Regions from separate parts of the Zea mays genome. Here region 2 is linked to region 1. A link is a contact called in public ChIA-PET data. All regions are on one chromosome and are shown on one strand. Each heading gives the region's core, a stretch centred on a gene start, on an enhancer-like site or on the middle of the called end of the contact. The rest is flanking DNA. Distances are from core to core; before and after follow the strand shown.

Region 1 (3,784 bases), core at 866-3,365:
GTTTTTTTAAAGTTAAAAATGTCATATATTTATGAACCGATGGAGTATATGACACAATTAGTATGTACTTTTGCCACAAACCCTTTGATAATGGATGCAAAGGAAGCTCGACGGCGTCGAAAATATTATTTGCACGATCCACTAGTTACACATTATTATCAGGTTCAGATTAAATATGATTAATATCACAAAGAAGCTACGTAATATGGAGCTAATCTTATAGCCAAGCATGTTCACAAGCAAGGACGATGGTAAAGGTGAGGTGAGTGGGGCTCTAGCCCCCTATCGCTTTCGAGCTCATATGTCCCTCCCATAACCCCTAAAATTTGAAATTATATAGTAAATGAGTGATAAGCAGCTCAATGATGTGATGATATACTATAATAAGTAGATATTTAGAAATATTGATAACGAAAAGAGGAAAATACGATTTGAATAGATGAAAAAAGGTCGTATATTGTTGCTCCAAATATTAGTGGTATGTTTTATTCTCTTATAAACTAATAAATTTTCGCTTCTTAATTATTAATTTGAAGGCCCATGAATATTTGACTAATTAATTATATCTATTTATGTAGGTTGCTTCCTTGAATGAATATTGGTTGTAATTTGACCTTTAATTTGTGTCTATTCGTGATTCGGTCTTCTGATATAGATAAATTGTATCATATATTTTTCATTTTATATTTTATGAAGAGAAGACCGTTGAAGAGAGTCTTAAAAATCCAGTATTGATTATTGGACAACACCATCAACTCTCTCTAGGCTACAAATTCGGCATTTCACTCTCGTCACTCCTCATGGTCGCCCTTGTGAAGATTGTGCAGGATGTAGAGAGAAGCTGATGACAAGAAGATGCAGATCGAGTAGCTGAGGAGGTCCAGCCCCGTGGCTATCGTCACCATCTTGCTCTTCTCGAACATCTTCACAAGTAGAATCATCACGATGACGTGCCCCACTTTTGTCTTGAGCTCGTCAAGCGAGGTGATGTTCATCCACTTCGGGCGTTCCTGCATGATGAACAAAAGATTTATCGTATTGCTAAAGGATTCAAAAGGTTACTTGCAGAGAAGTGTTTGAGATTTCAAATTCCTGAGAGCTACCTTCAAAGCGAACATCCCGAACAGCGACGAGCCGCTCAGGGCACGGTCGGATTCAGGAGCAACACTCGCGGGAGCGTTGCTGATGAAGAGGCCGTAGAGACCCATCCCAAATATCAGCATGACTGTTCCAGCAAGATACACATCTGCAGAAGATCGTGCTTGCACAAGTGTACCAGCAAAGGAACAGTTAACTGACGACGCTAGTTGGCTGAACAGAGGTCAGCTACAAGAACAAACAAACACCTCACCGATGGCCTCGACGACCTTGAGGACCATCTGCCCCGTATGAACCCCCTTGACACAGCTCGACCAGTAAACCTGGTACGCCTCTTTGATGAAGACACAGCCCTGGTCACGAGTATGCGTCAGATAACCAGATCCATTAATAATAACCTTGGTGTGGAGAGTGGCAGTAGCAAAGCATGCAAGACCATGTCGCTTACATTGAGGAAGCACAGGACGGAGCCGGCGAGTGACCCGGCGACGGCGAGGAGTGCCAGGAACCGGAAGTCGAAGATCACCTGCGGAGAGCAGAGCACAGCACAGCAGCAGCGACCGCGCGCGTCAGACGGGCATGGGTGATGGATGGAGCAGATGGTGAGGGGCCGTCACGGGGACACGTACCCTCTCGACGGTGGTCTCGACGGCGGTGGACTTGGTGACTGTGGCGGGAGCGATGGCGTGGCCGTTGGGCCCGCCCACGGTCCCGTAGCCGCGGCCGTCCTGGGACGACGACGCCACCTCTCCGGACGGCGCGGGGGAGGCCGAAGAGGCGACGGCCACGAGCCGCCGCCGCGGCAGCGCCGGAGGGAGCAGCCGGGACCCCGCCGGGGCCGCGTGGACGGCTGGCGGCGCGGCGCAGCCGCGCAGCAGCAGGAGCGCCATCGGGTGTCTGTGTGGTGCTTGCCGCACGAGAGAGGCTTGGCTGCTGCCGCAGCGTGCAGGTGTGACGCCTCCGGGCGGGCGGGGTCGCTGGGAATGGAAGTGGAGCGAGTGCGACTGTGCGACTGCGAGGCGGCGATCTGAAGGAGAGGCGGGCAGCGGGCAGCGCAGGAGGGGATGTACCTCGTGGTTGGTGTCACTGTCGGGTGTGTCCCACTCCCACTGTTGGTTGGTTCTACTATATACAATACACTACACGTGAAGAGTCGTGCGTGAGAGCTGAGAGGAGCGGGTCGCGACTCGCGAGTCTGTACTGCAGCTTGGAGTTGGTGCATGTGACATTGCCACCGTCGATGGACTGTTCTGGCTGAGCGGCGAGCACGTGCAGAGAGATATTTGTTGCCGGCGGGGTGGGTCCGGAGTCTGGACCCACACGAAAGCGGTTAGAAGGGATGAGACGACGAAGACGACGGCATCGTTTTGGGGACAGACCAAGGCCAGCAAATGCATATTGCACACTGCGCCCCCACACAGAGGCCGGAGCCGTGGACGAGAGCAAAGCCAGCTCGTGTGTACCTGTACCATTGGGCGTGCAGCACGTGTGTACAGAGAAGGGCTACAGATGCAAGAACGCGCGCGCACAGTAACAACCCCCACGGCTCCCCATTCCAAACGGCCGTTTTTTTTTTGTATTTTAGACTTTTTTATGATTTTTTTTCACATTTCTCTACGTGTTAAGATGATAAAATTACATTAACTTCCTACTGGTTACTAAAGGGTTTCACATGAATTTGGGGTCAAAACCAGTTAATAACTTCCTACTGGTTACTAAAGGCTTTCACATTTCTCTACTCCGAACGAAAATAACAATTTTTAGTGCACAGAGGGTACTTAACCATAATCACCTATGTAACAGTGGCTATTGTCATTTTCGTTACTTTCCCTATGATCTAGATAAGGTCTTAGTGATTTCCCCAAAAATTCCTAGGATGACTCGTAGTGGCCTTTTATCAAGGATTTTCTAATATATATCTCATGTATTGCATACGGGGAGCTTCACTAAAAGACGATGGTGCTATGTGCGAGCAAAATTTGATGGGGTGGACTGTAGGTGCGAGTCCACGTTCACTAGGGGAAGTGTTGCTCTGGTGAGTGGTGGCTCACCAATGTAACGGGGTAGTGACCGAGAGAGTTGGTTGGCGAGCTTCATTGTGCCACATGGAAGTTCATGGCGGGCTTGGGCTGGGCTGGGGAGGCACAATGAGCTCTGGCCACGGTGGTCGTGCTCTGGGTAGAATGGCAGGCAGCAAAGCTCGATTGAACGACGATTTCCTGTGGCAGGTTGCTTGGGCATGATGGTGGGGGTCAAGCTGCGTTCAACTGAGGCCATAGGGTGGCTTTAGAGGCGCGCGAGGTGCTTGCACGACGGGGCACTGGTTTGGCTGCGCACTGGCATGCCAGCCAGTGTCAAACACATGGCCGATTTGCTTGAGCTCGTTTTCTCACGTGTGCTGTCACAAATCCAAGCTTGATCTCGGCAAGATTTTTGTACATGGCGTCTTCTTCACATCCTAAGATAACTCTTTTGTATGGGGGCTGAGAGATTTGATTCATTGGTGTGTAAGATATGGGAGGGGAAAGGCTGATCTATCCAGCTGCTCCATCCCGAGGGAAATCTAATGTCATGGCATTGCCAAACGGTGGCACCTTGGGTTGAAATTTTTTGTAGGGTATACTTGAGATATTTTGACACACTTTTTGTAATTGGATCACTTTGGTTTAAGGCTTATAACTTAGTG
Region 2 (3,368 bases), core at 120-2,619, 200 kb before region 1:
CACCTGGATGAACACCTTCCCGGGCCGCATGAACAGGAAGTGCGTCATGGCGGCGCCGTGCACCCCGACCATCGCGTCGCTGGCGTTCAGCTCCCGGTATATCTTGCACAGCTCCGTGGTGCGGTCGGGGCGGATCACGCGCACGTCGAACCCGACGTCCGCCGCCAGCGCCGCCACGTCCGCCTCGTTCTCGATCACGCGGGACCCCGTCCGCGACACGATCACCAGCCTGGGCCGCCGCTCGGCCTCGGCCTCGCGGGGACCTGCAGGAGGCGCGCGGGGGACCAAGGCGCCGCCGCGGTGGTGGCGGTGCGGGCGCCTGCGCGCCGCGCGCCGCTCCAGGCGCTCCAGGAACTCGATGCGGCCGCGGTACGCGTCGTCCAGGAACCTGCGGAAGTCGCCGATGCCCCGGCGCTCGGGCGTCCGCGCCGGGTCCACGGTCAGCTCGCCGTGGATGCGCAGCCCGGCGATCACCTCGGGGAAGCAGTGCACGCGGCGGTCGGCGCTGAAGTCGATCGGCGGGAACTCCGACAGCTGGGACACCACGTCGCCGTACTTGGTCATCCACCAGTCGTGGTACTCGAGGATCACCAGCGCCACGCGCCGCCGGAGGTGGCGCGCCGTCACGAAGAGCGGCAGGATGCCGTCGTTGAACTCGTGGTACACGTTCCCCGTGTACCCGCCGGTGGAGAACACCACGGCCGGTACGTCGTGGCGCACGTCGCACCGCGCGGCGTCGCCGGGGGCCACGCGGCGCAGCCGCACCTCGTCGATCGTCGCCATCACGTTCGCCTCCCACTTGCGCGTGTACGGCCGTATCCGCTCCCCCGGCGTCGAGTTGCCGGTGGACACGAGCTGGAACGACGCGCTGGCCGAGTGCATGCGCAAGTCCCCCCTCGCGAAGCAGATGTCCGCGCGCTCCGACGTGCGGTCGCAGCAGAGGCTGTTGTTCCCCACGGCCGAGCACGGCCCGGACACCCCGCCGCGCGCGGCCGTGGCCGCCGCCGCCGCGCCGCCTTCATCGCTATGCACGAAGGAGAGGAAGGACACGGGCGCCACGAACAGCGTCCCCACGCAGAGGAAGGAGAGCAGGAGCATGGCCAAGAAGCGCCGCACGCCGAGCGCCCTGGGTTGCACCGTCTTGCCGCTCTTGCCACCGCCGCCGCTGCCGTAGTCCTGGTAGTAGTACATGACCCGCCGCCCGACGCCCTTGGGCTGCGACACTTTGCATGCCACCTCCTGCTCCGTCTCGCCCTTCCTGAACTGCAAGATGTAGATTCTGTGTTGCTGTTGCTGCACCATGGCCGTCGCCAGAGAGAGAGAGAGAGAGAGAGAAGGCCTCCCGGTCTCGGATGACTATGAGCAGAAGAGGAGAGGGGGGTATAAATGGCTCAGCTTTAGCAGAAGAGTATAGGAAACTATTGGCGGTTAGAGGTTGGCGGATGACTATGCTATGTCACGGAAAACGCAGCCAACAGTGATGGAACAAACATCTCTTTGAGGTGCATCCAGTGGGTCCTCTGATTGCCACCTAAATTAAAATTAAAACGCGCAATATATTTCTTATATAACGACAATCATTCACTCTAGATAAATGAATCAACCCAGTTCTCTTATTTCACATCATAAAAATTAAGCCAAGACTAGCCTCAGCTGTTTGCAGTCGTATCTGATTGAAATATATATCGCTGCACTCATTTCTTGAGAAGACATATCTACGGATAATATTATGGCATGTAAAATTTATTGTCAAGTGCTTGTGTATATAGTTTTTTTTTACGAATTGGACATGAAAGTTCCTGATTATATTAGGAAAACAAAGAACGCAAATTAGGTAGTTTAATAACCAACGAGGGTGTAACAACCAAAAACAACAACTAGAGCTAACAATTAAAAGTAAAAACCAACAAACGACGGTCGGTTAGATTGAGACATCAACACGCGCCGTACGCCCGTACAACACCGACGCACTACCGACATATAGCCTCTTTTCCGAATGAATACAATTCTGTTTAGCAACTTTTAACGGTCATTTACAAGGGAAGCATTGGGACGTACTACGGGGGTTGTTGCCAACGTACAAACCGGTAACGACATGCCAGGTCAGGGATGGTCGTGCAACTGTTTTTTTGGCGTGACGCCTGGTACGCCGACAATGATCTTGCTACAAGATACATGTATCTGCTCAACCACGTGAAGAACTTTGAGGTTCGTGTGAGGCATGTGAAGGAAGATGGCATCGCCTCCATGTTGGTGTCGCGCCTAACTGATCTTGAGGAAATAAACGCCCTAGTGTACTCCATCTCTCTAGTGGACGAGCCTAATGTCCGGCAGTGCTCTTTGGCACAACAAAGCTCCATAGAGGGTACAATTTTTCGACTGGTTGGTAGGAAAAGAAAAAAATGCAATGCAAAGTTAATCTGCTAACAAAAAGAATTGATGTCAGGTGAAGCTTGAAACAACGACACATGCCCTCTTTTGCTTTGAGTTCGCAAGGCGCTTCTAGGTGTGGCTTAGGATCGACGTCCCCGAGCACGATAAAGTTCTCCTGAGCAACCTCTTGCGTCCTCTGGACACTCCAGAGTTACACTTCAACGTTTTTGTGTTATTGTGTTGTTGGGAAACGTGGAAGAGAAAAACAAAGTTGTCTTTGATGGTGTTAGGCTCAGCCTGAGGGAATTCACAACCAGGATCAGGGTTGAAGCAATGTTGTGGAGCCAACGCCTAAAAACAACAAATCGCTGGGTGATTGATAAATGGTATTCCAAGCTTAATATGGCTAGGTGATACCTATGCTTCACCCCCTGTAACATCTCTTGTAAAACAATCCTGGGCCCTTTTCTAGGAAGGCTGAAAAACCTTCAATATATTTAGGTGGGGGACTCCCCCCCTTGACCATCTAAAAAATAGATCTTGAGTTACAAAAAGGAGAAACCATGATGTGTGGGATTTATTGCACATAGTATTCTCACTTTTTAAATAAAACACATACAACTAAGAAACTATTGCTTGTATATCGTATGTATATACTTAGAAACATTATGAATGGTTTTTGCATAATGTCTTTTGATACAATGCTCAGTAATTGACAACTCATGTATATGGGTCATTGAGGAAATAATGTAGCGAAGCCACCCTATTTCTAAGATATACATAGCAAAAGGCATCTAACCTAAATTAATAAATCATGAGCTACTCATATCACGCATGTAGAATGAATTAAGATTTATTTTATGGCTATATCTACACCATTACTAAAACAGACATAGCAACTAAGAAATACATCATGTGACGAAATACTAGGAGACTATTGCTTGTATCAGCACTTCTTATGACGAACAATGGTAAGCTATGGTGTTGCGTGGCAT

The links. ChIA-PET counts read pairs in DNA pulled down with a chosen protein or histone mark.
Region 2: a contact with region 1 is called in an H3K4me3 ChIA-PET map of seedling, with 7 times the contacts expected there. The contact joins the promoter of LOC103633517 here to the promoter of LOC100192831 in region 1. A contact is called at or near these places in 2 of 25 Hi-C or Micro-C datasets (ear and tassel) and 1 of 3 datasets of contacts at active chromatin or transcription factors (seedling).

What each region holds. Positions count from the first base shown.
Region 1 is chr7:179,750,162-179,753,945 of Zm-B73-REFERENCE-NAM-5.0, reverse strand. LOC100192831 (Uncharacterized protein family (UPF0114)) reads right to left here and starts at 2,115. Exons shown (of 5, transcript NM_001138022.2): 1 at 1,728-2,115; 2 at 1,547-1,624; 3 at 1,352-1,451; 4 at 1,104-1,246; 5 at 653-1,010. The coding sequence starts at 1,988. The coding sequence ends at 792. It overlaps LOC111589737 (a long non-coding RNA gene), which reads left to right. Exons shown (of 4, transcript XR_004851623.1): 4 at 579-751.
Region 2 is chr7:179,946,261-179,949,628 of Zm-B73-REFERENCE-NAM-5.0, reverse strand. LOC103633517 (Glycosyltransferase family 61 protein) reads right to left here and starts at 1,369. Exons shown (of 1, transcript NM_001323014.1): 1 at 1-1,369. The coding sequence starts at 1,302.